Linked DNA regions of Gossypium arboreum: region 1 is linked to region 2. The links are chromatin contacts, called in public Hi-C maps. All regions are on one chromosome and are shown on one strand. Each heading gives the region's core, a stretch centred on a gene start, on an enhancer-like site or on the middle of the called end of the contact. The rest is flanking DNA. Distances are from core to core; before and after follow the strand shown. Region 1 holds the start of LOC108467347 (thioredoxin reductase NTRC). Region 2 holds the start of LOC108462342 (stearoyl-[acyl-carrier-protein] 9-desaturase 6, chloroplastic-like).

Evidence for each region. Hi-C and Micro-C count contacts between places; a contact is called where the count stands out from the background.
Region 1: a Hi-C map of leaf shows a contact between it and region 2, with 2.8 times the contacts expected there. The contact joins the promoter of LOC108467347 here to the promoter of LOC108462342 in region 2. A contact is called at or near these places in 2 of 5 Hi-C or Micro-C datasets (both in leaf).

Annotation. Positions count from the first base shown.
Region 1 is chr2:38,553,673-38,556,382 of ASM2569848v2, forward strand. LOC108467347 (thioredoxin reductase NTRC) reads right to left here and starts at 1,405. Exons shown (of 10, transcript XM_017767983.2): 1 at 1,027-1,405. The coding sequence starts at 1,234.
Region 2 is chr2:37,844,609-37,847,605 of ASM2569848v2, forward strand. LOC108462342 (stearoyl-[acyl-carrier-protein] 9-desaturase 6, chloroplastic-like) reads left to right here and starts at 1,720. Exons shown (of 2, transcript XM_017762307.2): 1 at 1,720-2,450; 2 at 2,742-2,997. The coding sequence starts at 1,851.

The DNA of each region.
Region 1 (2,710 bases), core at 155-2,654, 710 kb after region 2:
AAGTTAATATGACATGAGTAAATGTTGTATGATATCCATAGATATTAATATTATGAGATTAGGAAGTAATTTTGCAATTAATATAATGCCAATAGTTGATAACATGGATGCAATTTCACAAATTATACTTGTGGTAAACTTAAAACTCTATTTGATTATTAGTGTCATTAATTGCTTTTCGCTTTCTTAGGCCCTGGATGGTCTGTTTGCTTTTATTTATTTATATTTCGTTTTCATTTCTTTTTTTTTTCAGGTGGCGAACCTTGCTATTTGATTTTGGGGCCGATTAAAACATTTAGTATATATTTACAATACAGAGTGGTTTATATATACGAACTAAATATTCATAAAAATATATTCCAAAATTTTTGCGTTGTTTTTCTTTTTCCTTATTGCACTTTTCATTAAAAAATCTTAAAGCAAAAAGCAAAGACATCAACCATAAAAATTCAACTTATTTTATATACAATAAGTAAATGGTACACATCCAAATATACATATTTTTCCCCATAGAGTTAAATATCACGTATTTTGCCATTCACAAAATTAATGTTTTAATTTTAAATATATATATATTATTTCCATTTATCCAAACACTTGATTGTTTTACGGAAAGTAAAATAAAATAAAAGCAACAACCAACATAAATAGAAAAGATTCTATTTATCAATTACTGCATGCGTCACTCAGCATATTTCAGTTTCAGTCAGTATTCACATTGCTGCAAAAAGGAAAGAAAACTATTATCATATATGAAAATTAAATGATAAATATTTATTTTAGTACAACCATCAACGGTTTTGATGAATGAAAATCACATAGAATGCCACATGCTCCTTAACAATTTATTTGAAAAGAAGAAGAAAAACCGCAATGTTTTTCATGCTAGCTTGAAATGGGATTAATTTAAAAAGAAAAACTTGGCAATACAATTATTCTAACTAAATATATACATAAATAAAGCTGGCAGTGAGTCACCATTTGAATACAGAAGGAAAAAAAAAAAGGGAAGTAAGTGAGAGAGACCTGAAGCAGCCGGGGTTTCGACGGAGGCCTTGGGGCGGAGAGAGAGGGGGCGATGGCGCGTGGGAGGAGAGTGGAAACGGAGTGCGCGTGGAGGGGAAGAGTAGAAGAAGAAGAAAGGGTAGGAGAGAGTGGACATAGGAAGACGGTGGTAGGTAGAAGGAGTGGAAGGGAGTGGGATACTGATTCGTATGTTGGGAGAAACAGCCATTGGATTTCAGACCATACAAAAATAATTGTAAGAAAAAGAAACCAAACCCAAAACCAAAGCCAGTTTTGTCTTAAGAAGAGGAGTTCCAGGTTATCTATCTCTAGCCTCATGCCTTCCAGATAAGGACCCTACTTTTTTTTCCTTTTCTTTTTCTTCTTTTTTCCCGTATTATTTATCACTATTTATATTTTATTCTTCCTGTTTTGCATTTCCCTTGCGTACTTCACAAAAAATAAAATAAAATAAACCCCTAAATTTCTCTGCAATTTTTTTATCTACTTTTAAACTCGGGTTAATTAGCAAAAACGCTGATTTTAATTTTTAATTATCTATTAGGTCGTTTTTCTTTAAATTGTGAAATATTTTAATTTTGGAGTGAAAAATAGAAAACAAGTCCATCGATAACTTTTTGTAACAGTCAAAAAAAATTTAAAGGCTAATTTTTAGTGGTTTTTTTTTCAAACAACTAGAATTTTTTTTCTATATTTGCTATATATTCAATTCTCACAATCCTATTCATTTATTCACTCAATTCTCTCAACTATTTTATTCTCAATTTTTCATTCAATTTCTCTCAAATTCTTGTCATCTTAATGTAGACACTCAATTTTACCCAGGCCCAGAAATAAGTTCAAAAAAAAATTCAAGTTCAGTACAAAATTACAAACATATAATTTGGCCCAATCAAAATGGCCTATTACTTGAAAAGATTTAAGGTTTATCTATAAGCTTGACTCATACAGAAATATAATCTTAGATATGATATGCAATCTTAGATATGATACAATCTTAGATATGATATGCAATCTTAGATATGATATGCAATCTTGAAGATATGATATGCAATCTTGAAGATATGATCTTGTAATCTTAGAGATTTAATTTGTAGATATCCTTTAATCTTAACCGTTGATGTAATTGATCTGTACCGTTAGATTTAGGGAGACTCAACTCTAAATAGAGGCCTCTCCCTTCATTGTAAATCACTTGAGTTTTGGGAAATAATAAGAATTCTTTAGAGCATTCACTCAAATTTCTCTCCCTCTTGCGTTCTTAATCTCTGTTGTTTGTTCTTATTTTATTCTTCGTCTATCTTAGTTTTTCAACCCTTTTTTTTATTTTAATTTCTTCATTTTTCAAATATGTATATTTATTCCTATCTTTTATACATTTGATTATGTATTTTATATATTATAATATTTAACATTTTATATAGTTTTTTTCAAATATATATTTTCTATGCATGTATATATATTATATTATCATTTTATGTATTTTGAACTATTGCATTATATTTTTATAATTTGTAAATGTTCTATTTATTCATTTTTTAGTGTATGTCATTTATCTTATTTGAGCATAGTTTCATTTTTTTATATACTATGTTTAATTATTTCTTTTATGTGCTATTTTATGATATATATTGTTGTATAATTTTTGCATGTATTATGTTTTTCTTTTAGTTTACTCATGTTT
Region 2 (2,997 bases), core at 470-2,969:
ATCCACTCTCAACAAAATTTATTGAGCCCGTTCCCTCAACCTCTTAATCAACCCCCACGACCACCTTATCTATCTTACCTACAACATTTTTGAAATTACGTTGTTTCACGAATTCTTTAAACAAGCTCTACACTTTCAATGATTGAAACAACCACCATACAAGACTTACCCTCAACTTTACCCAAACCAATTTGGTTCCATGCTCCCTTTTTCTCTTTGGTTCATCCATGCTCGACTTCCAATTACGCTTGCTTGGGAATATCCAAGAAGGTTTAGATCAATTTTATCATTTGCTTAATTTTATTCGTCAAAAAAAGTAATGAATAATCTACACAATTCTGTAAAAATTTGGAAATGAAGAAAAATTGTTTTGAATATAAAGAATTCAATTTATGTTTAGATTTGATTAATGATATGATTTTTTATATTGATTAGTTAGATCCAATTTTAGTTTCAAAATTAAGTTATATTCAAATCGAGATTTGATTAAGAATAATTGGTATTAAGTTTTGAGTGAAATTCAATCTAGGAATAATGTGAAAGAAACAATGACTTGGTTTATTTGGTGGGAAAATATTATATTTTTGTAGTGAAGAATATAAAAGAGAGAAAATAAAGGGAAGAAGAAAAGGAAAATAATAATAATAATAATAATAAATTTAAATTATTCAAAAAATAAAATTATAGAGACTAGTTCTAACAAATTAAAAACATAGAAAAATTATATTAAAAGAAATGGAGAAGGGAGGAAAAGACACAGAAGAGAATGAAAAAAAAAAAAATTTAAAAGAATATAAAAGAAAAAAATTCAATTACTCAAAATGAAAAAAATATAGAGACCAATTGTATAATTTAACCTAAAATTTTCATTTGAAATGATGATTTAACGTGCCACATTAGCTTACCATTACACCGTTGACAACAATTAATTGCTCAGTGACTAAAATGTTACAACACGATAATATAAGTGACTAAAATGTAACATTTCAAACATAAGTGACTAAAATGAAACATGAGGCAAACAAAAGGGACTATTTTAAAATTTGCCCTTAATTTAATAATCTTTTTTCATCCACTTTAATATAATATTATATATATTTGGTGGTATGAGATTTAGGAGGAAATGAAAGAATAAAATAGAAGCAAAGAGAGCTGAGTTACGTTTTGACCACAAAATCAGAGCACTTTAAAATCGAGATTGGATCGGCATTTGGCTTTAGTATTTAAAAAAACAAATAAATGACAAATGGCATCGGCTGTCAATTAATTTTAGCTTTTTCAAAAACACAGCCCACCAAACTCTCCAAACTTCGGTATTTACAACCCACAGAAATATTTTACGTTTACTAACGCATCCCCTCCCCTTCTCCACAAAAAACCACTGCAGCACACCCCTTGTTTTTAATTTCTCCACCCTCCCCACCTTTCTTTCCTTTCTTTTTCCTAGTTTACTATCATACCCTTTTCTCTCTCTGTTGAAGTAAATAAAAAATAAAAAAAGAGATAATCTTTTCTCACAAGTAATTAATGGTTCCTATAACAAAATAATTGTAAATCAGAATGATGAAAATTTGGTCATCTACTCTTATTTGAAACGAATTCCTTAAGCAACAAAACATACCCTAAAATCCACAAAGTTGCTAAATCTACTTTAATCTAAACCATTTTTTTTTTAAAAAAAGAAAAATCATTTTCACAAACTGATGAAAATGAAGTCCTAAATGGCACCACTGCAATTAAAGTAAAGGACTGGGTCAAATATTCTTTCTTCAGATCTATATATAATATTGCAGTATTGCTAGCCATAGTAGCAAAAATTCTTGAGACACTGACTCAACTACACTGCCACCATGCAATTCACACACAGCCTAGTCTCTACCAAAACTCTGCCTTGGAGGATCCCAGGTGTCCACTGCCGCCACATCCCTCCACCAAACTCCACCGTCAGATTCTCCCCTATCTCTGCCGTGGCGGCAGCTCCACCAAAACCTCAAAAAACCCACTCAATGCCACCTGAAAAGCAAGAGATTTTCAAGTCACTAGAAACCTGGGCTACCCAAAATGTGTTACCGCTGCTCAAACCTGTGAAAGAGTGTTGGCAACCCCAGACATTCTTACCTGACCCTGCATTGCCGTTGGGAGAGTTCAACGAGCAAGTGAAGGCCCTGAGACAACGCACTGCGGATCTGCCGGACGAGTATTTCGTGGTGTTGGTGGGGGATATGATTACGGAGGAAGCCTTGCCAACGTACCAGACCATGATCAATACACTTGATGGGGTGAGGGATGACACTGGGGCTAGCTCCAGCCCCTGGGCAATTTGGACTCGGGCTTGGACTGCTGAGGAAAACAGGCATGGGGATTTATTGAAGACTTTCTTGTATTTGTCTGGGAGGGTTGATATGCTTATGATCGAGAGGACTGTGCAGTATCTGATTGGATCTGGCATGGTGAGTTTCTTTTTCAATAATTTCAATCTTCATACACGTTTTAGATTAAATTCATCTGTTCTGAATCATTCTTGGAGTATTGGCAATGTTATTATGCAAATTAATTGGTACACTGCATTGCAATTTCAGGATATTCACCATTTAATCTTCAATAAAGAAATGAATCTGAAAACACCACAATTTGCACTCAAATACCCTAATGCTACTAATCAAGAAGCACAGATGTTTGATGAATTGTAAGTGAGAAAAAGTAACGAATGTGACATCCATACATTTGTTTTGGTTTGACAGGATCCTGGAACCGAAAACAACCCATACTTGGGTTTCGTGTACACTTCATTCCAGGAGCGAGCCACGTCCGTGTCCCACGGCAACACGGCACGGTTAGCAAAGGAAGGTGGGGACCCAGTCCTGGCACGCATCTGCGGCACCATCGCAGCAGACGAGAAGCGGCATGAGCTAGCCTACTCAAAGATCATTGAGAAGCTACTCCAAGTAGACCCAACGGGAGCAATGCTAGCGATCGCGGATATGATGAAGAAAAAGA